Regions from separate parts of the Pan troglodytes genome. Here region 1 is linked to region 2. The links are chromatin contacts, called in public HiChIP or PLAC-seq maps. All regions are on one chromosome and are shown on one strand. Each heading gives the region's core, a stretch centred on a gene start, on an enhancer-like site or on the middle of the called end of the contact. The rest is flanking DNA. Distances are from core to core; before and after follow the strand shown.

The links. HiChIP or PLAC-seq counts read pairs in DNA pulled down with a chosen protein or histone mark.
Region 1: an H3K4me3 HiChIP or PLAC-seq map of stem cell-derived excitatory neurons shows a contact between it and region 2, with 11 times the contacts expected there. The contact joins the enhancer-like site here to the promoter of LHX9 in region 2. A contact is called at or near these places in 4 of 7 Hi-C or Micro-C datasets (blood, induced pluripotent stem cells and stem cell-derived neural progenitor cells), 1 of 1 datasets of contacts at active chromatin or transcription factors (stem cell-derived excitatory neurons) and 1 of 1 other capture datasets (stem cell-derived neural stem cells).

The regions. Positions count from the first base shown.
Region 1 is chr1:51,569,483-51,572,796 of NHGRI_mPanTro3-v2.0_pri, reverse strand. All of the region lies in intron 20 of DENND1B (DENN domain containing 1B), which reads right to left. Among named protein-coding and RNA genes, the nearest start is that of DENND1B, 240 kb to the right of the region's middle. Within about 2 kb of position 1,961, at least 3 of the 24 cell types and tissues checked have an H3K27ac peak or open chromatin away from gene starts, as enhancers often do. A contact at or near this core is called in stem cell-derived excitatory neurons, where this site is marked.
Region 2 is chr1:51,185,407-51,188,351 of NHGRI_mPanTro3-v2.0_pri, reverse strand. LHX9 (LIM homeobox 9) reads left to right here and starts at 1,295. Exons shown (of 5, transcript XM_009440355.5): 1 at 1,295-1,920. The coding sequence starts at 1,747.

The sequences.
Region 1 (3,314 bases), core at 712-3,211, 380 kb before region 2:
TATTGTCTTGCTTATCATGATTTGATTCAATTATTTGTATTATTTTGTAAACATTTATTTTACAAAGTAAAGTATTCTTTCTAATTTTCTGCCCCACTCTCACCCCATGTAACAACTATCTTTCTTTTTTTGATTTACAATCACTTTTTTTCTTGGTCAAAAGTAAGTGGTTACTTTCCTCTATAAACACTGAGTACACCATTTCTTTCCTGACCAGTAAGGCAAACTATTCAATAGATAGTATTTTTCCAAAGATCCCAACAAGTATACAGTTTTCCGAAATCTATTACATCATCCGAACAAGAAACACTGTATTTAATTACATTTATTTTATTCCCAGAGTCCAATGAATTCCTATGAATAAAAGTGTTTCATAAATACAATACTATAAACCACACCCTACTAGGTGTGGACATCCCATCTTTTCTTATGCTTAGGAACTAAGTAATTTAAGAGAACCTAAGATATTCTTTTCTTATAAGTTTCACAGAAAATTACATCTGTAGCATTTTAAAATATGACATTTATTATATATAAAAATAAACTATTTGATTGCTCATATTTTTAAATAAGATGCTAACATATTGAGATTTCTCTTAAGTCCCTGTTCAATCAAAACATGGCTTTGAAATGCTTTACTTGTAAGTCTCTGCATGCATAAAAGTATATATGACTTCTGAGCATATTTTAAAATATAAAAGTATGTTACTCATCAACTATAAAATGAACTCATAGCTATTGTGCTATGTTCCACAAATCCATTAGAATGTTTTATAAACCATTAAATACATAAAGATTCAAAAAGACAAAAAGTTTCATTTTTAAGTGTGATATCACCTTGTATAATGGATAAAAATATAAAATCACAGATTATATTTTATGCTTAAAACATTCTTATTTGTGCATTCAAAAGATAACTCTTTATACCTCAAAACTATTAGTCTGTATGTGACTATATTAAGTAAAATAAATGTCCACCAGTTTAATAGTGCTTGGTCTAATAGTAGAAATTGTGACTATTAAACATATTTCTATTTGTAAACACTTTATTTGGGTAACATTCCAAGTGAGAGTATTTATCAACAAGCATACTGCTTTGTATCACACTGCAAATGAAAAACAACTTTCCACTCATTTTCTCATGCTGTTTTTACATAATTAACTGAAGGTTGAAAATCTAAAAATATTGCTATTTTTCCCGACATGAAATAGTTAAGAGTCATATATATATATATGTATATATGTGTATATATGTATATATGTATATATGTGTATATATGTATATATGTATATATGTGTATATATGTATATATGTATATATATGTGTGTATATATATGTGTGTGTGTACACGCGCGCACGTGTGTGTGTGTGTGTGTGTGTGCATGTGCGTGTGCCAGGGTTTTAATAGGGCTTAACAACAAAAAGCTTTAGTCCCCCACTTTCCCTAGGTTTTGTTGTGGTGATTTTGCCTTGCTTAGGGCCATCCATCTGTTAATGTTGACTTGTAATACAGCTAAGCTCTCATGCTTGTTCACTAGTATAGTTGAGGTGTCTGTGAGTCTCATGAAGACACACAGAAACATACACATTATAACTGCTAGACTAAGCCACGCATGGCTAATATGGAGCAATATCTCAGATATATATAACTTTTACATATTATTTAAAGAAATTTCTTATTCTTAGAAAAGAAAATGTTAGTAAATGTTTACAAGTAAGTATTTTTAAACATAATCTCAGATTACAGATTTATGTTATCTTATATTTTTCACTAAGTCTCCAGTATTCTATTCTAAAATAAAACTGATGAAAGAACATAAGTACATAGGATTAAGACTGTTCTGCACCATGACCAGTGGCTATATTCTCAGTGGACTCACTGGCCCTGTTTTCAATAAAACCAGAGAAGGATCCTTTCCCTGGAGTCCTGTTAGGCTGGGGCTGCTGTTGGAACTGTCATCTTTACACAAAAGGGAAAAGGGTTGGGTTTTACAAATGTGGAGCCTAATTGGGAGATCTTCATGGCTGTACCCTTGACATTTATTTAAGCCTCATCAACAAAACGAGCAACAGCCATACTAATTAGCAGACCAGCACACAAATTACTATTTGTTGGATGTGGACTATAGATTCACAATCTATTCCAAAGATAAGCTAAATAATGGAAAACAGGTTTAAAACACAGGCTTAGAACTTTGTTCTTTTCTACAGCACACAGATTGTAAAACTTCATAATGTTTTACTTTAAAATACATTCTTGGAATTTAAATGATCATAATCCCATTTTCATCTTTTGAAAAACAGATGAAAATAAAATCTCTCACTGACAAGTCTAGCTGGAAACTGGAAATGTAAAGTTCTTTAGACAACTGAGATCCACTTCTGAAACGAATAATCAAATGGACTAGGAATAGGATGAGTGAAGACTATACTCAATTTTACTCACAATAAAATGACATACTCAAGGTCTTATAAACTTATAAATAAGATATTTCTTGGTACAATAAGTTTTATATTTCTATTCAAGTCAATATACTGGGATCTATGGTCATCCCTACTTAGAATGAAGATGGATAATTTTAGGAGTCCTAACTACTTTAGTGATTAGAGATTATTAGTGATCCTGGACTATAACTACCAAGAGAGAAATCAGTTGGTGCCACTGCTACAGAGACCTGGAGTTCAAGATATATGATATGGTAACCATAAACAAACAGCTACCGATTATCAAGTACTTATTATGTGGCAGATATTTTATATACATTATTTATAATGCCTATAGCATCCTGGGAAAATAACTTGTATTATTATTTTACAAATGTAAACATTAAGGCTTAGGGATATTTTGTTTTGCTCAATGTTAAATCCTAGTACCTTTTTCAAAGTTAAGTTCTGTCTGGCTCTAAACTCCATATCCTTATTTCTAACTATCCCTCTTCTACAATCACTCCATCCAACATAAAGGCATGACAATAGTGGTTAGGTACCTAAGTTCTAGAATCAGTCTGCCTGCTTTTTAATTCCTATTCTGCTATTTATTACTTGTAGAACTCTGGGCACATTTATTAGTCTCCATTTGTTTCTAAATCTGAAAAACGCGGATAATAATTCTTGCCCTGACTGGATTGTTGGAAGTTTTAAATGAATCACGTAAATACAAACATACACAGACAGCCTCACTGTTATCACAAAACTGTCCATCTTTCCCAGGTCTTCTGAGGCTGCTCTAGTGCATTTTTCTACTATTTCAACTGTATAAAAATTGAAGTTTGAAAAATAGTAGTAGGAACATGAAAATTATCTAGATTACAAA
Region 2 (2,945 bases), core at 46-2,545:
AACAGAGAGCGGCCGGCGCGTCCTCCTCTCTGGGTAAAGCCGCGTTGGTTCCTGCCGCAGCGCTGTGCTTCGGACTCCTAGGGGGCCTCTGGCCGTTTGAATGAATCGACAATATCAGAGTATTGTGGACACTGTTTAATCGGGCCGGGGAGGGGCCGCCGCTGCCGAGAACAGAGGGCGACAGAACAATCCCACCTCTTGTGAGGAGCAGGTCTGCCATTCTGCTTGTCAGTTCTCACCTTCCCCTCCTCCACGGCAAAGAGTCCCTTTCACACCCTTCTGAGTGGGCGGGTGCGCCCAGTTTTACAAGTCCTCTGTCCTGCCAGGGTAGTGGGAGCAGCACGCGATGGGGCTAGCGCCCAGTCCTGCGGGGGCAGGCGCCAAGCTCCCGGGAGTCCGCAAGTCGCTTCCCATATTGGCAAGCTTCAAATGAGACATTAGAATCTCCGGCAGCCTTCCTTCAAACCTGAACCGGGGAAGAGAATAAGCCGCCCTATGGCCAAGGCGCAATTGCGTACCCGTGTGTACAGGTCCATGCCCTGTCCCCTACACTCTAATTTTCTCAAAGAAAATTGTTTTGCCAAAAGTAACCCTGAGAAATGCAGACGCTCCAAACGCCCTCTCCACTTCGGATGAAGCCAGCATCTAGTAGGGTCTCCGGCCCTCAAGAAGGTGAGGCAAAGAGATGAATTGTCAGACAGCTGCTTTTAAAAGTGGATTGAGGAAGATGGGATGGGGAGGAGAGGAACCAGCATTATCTCCACCTCAGTAAATTGCTTACATTTCTGCTCAATATTTATGCATTTCGGGTGACAGTCCTGCAGGCTGGGGATGAAAAAGTCCACAAGGAGGAAATCCAAAGTTTGAAGTTGTTATTCTGTGTGTCCTGAGCCAAGGTCTGATCTTGAACTCGGATCAAATAGGCGGGTTCTAGGCCTTCTGCAACAGGGCGGGGACAACAAGAGCTCCTTTTCCCCTTTAAAACATGACTGCTGGGAACTCTTGGAAGGATGTGTGTGTGTGTGTGTGTGTGTGTGTGTGCGCGCGCGCGCGCGTGTGTGTTTTGTGGGGAGGTAAATGCCCCCTCCTCCTGCCTCCCCGCTCTCTATCCCCCCACCCCTTTGTAATGTTTGTCCTGCTTGCCCATCACCAGGGGGTTGAGAGGAGTATGACAGGTCTTTGTTGTCTGAATAAAAATCCGTGGCAGCTCCGGGGAGAGAACTCCTCCTACTAAATTATCAAAAATGGGCTGGCTTTAGTCTCTTAACAAATTGGACACAGCTCAGGCAGGAGCAGTCCCCAACCCAATCTACAGGCACTGGGAACTTGCAAGCAGCCAGGGAACGCTGAAAATAGCACGTCTTTTTCTTTCTTTGTGTTCAAAACTATTTTCTTTCTTCACCAGATTTTGTTTTCCTCCCCCCGCTGCAGTTGTTTCCCATTAGTAACTCGATCTCTCAGAGCAGTAAGATTCGCCTTCTACGCCTCTTTTTCCCTCCGCCCGAATTGTTTGTTTTCTGCACATCTCCTTCAGGGAGCCGCTGAGGCTTCCCCCCAACTCTTCCCAGTTCTTTTTGCTTCCCCTCGGCCCCCCAAGCAGACCGATTTCCACTCCGTCTGCTTCTTCTCCTCCTTTCTCTCCCTCTTTCCCTCCATCCTCGAGCGTCTCTGCGCTCCTACAGGGCAGCCCTCTCTGGTCCCTTGCCTCCTTCACTCGGATGAGCTGAAAGCCCCGGGCGTGTGTATATGGAAATAGTGGGGTGCCGAGCAGAAGACAACTCGTGTCCTTTCCGCCCCCCAGCCATGCTCTTTCACGGGATCTCCGGAGGCCACATCCAAGGCATCATGGAGGAGATGGAGCGCAGATCCAAGACTGAGGCCCGTCTGGCCAAAGGCGCCCAGCTCAACGGCCGCGACGCGGTAAGGAAGGGCTCCGCCGCGGCGGTAGCCGGGCACCCCTGCGCCCTCTGTTAAACCAAGCCGACTCCCTGGCCGGTGGAGAACGGGGGCGGCGGGTCGTAGAGACGTCCGCTTGAGGGTGGCGGGTGAGTTTTCTCCCGTCCACCTATGCCTACAGGGCTAAGAAACGGTCGTTTTTCTGAATCGAAATGTCTGCAGCTGGCTATCCTCTGTCGCAGCTGATTCCGAAAGAGCAGGGAGAGGAACTGGGAGGAGGTGGGGTGGGGGGTGGTGGCATTCTCTTCTACAGACCTCAAGGTTCCCTTGATTCCGGGGCAGGCGTCTCCCCGGCGAGGATCCGCAGCTCCGAGGGCAAGCTGGGCGCAAGCAATAGGAGGACGGCGCGCTGCCGAGGCGTCCGAGCCAAGCAGGAGCCCAGGTGGCCTTAGTCTCTGGGCCTGATGACCGGACCTGTGGAGTAGATTCGGACGCGACTGGGTCATTTCCAGTTCTCTAGACGCTCGGGGCTTGGGACCCCTAACCGAGAGAATCTCAGGGTTTCTGGCATCCCGACTCAGTCCCTCTAAGGAGACAGCACTACGTTTAGCGCCAGGACCGGGCGGGTGTCATGTGTAGGGGGAAATCAAATAAAACATACGGAGGAGCGCGGCACCCAGTCGAAACGCATGAACTTTATAACCAACCCTTAAACAAGCTAATCAACTACCACTGTTTCTACTATCCATAATAATAAAGTCATGTCCTCTTAATAAAGAAAACTAATTACTTATCTAAGCGCTTCCCTTTCCAGATTACTAACGGGGGGGGGACTACAGAAGTCTCCGGAAATTATTTCGGCCAAACATAGCTGTGTAGATCCTTTGGTACCACAGTAGGACTTGTAGCCCAAACTAATCAGGAGACTGCTCTAGCCCTTATCAGCTGGGTTTTGGGTCCGGCCAAGTAGCCCAACTGGTGAACGTGTCTATATTTCTAACACTCATTCAGTGCCGGGGCCCCTGGTCGGAGTAAAGGGCTAAACTTTA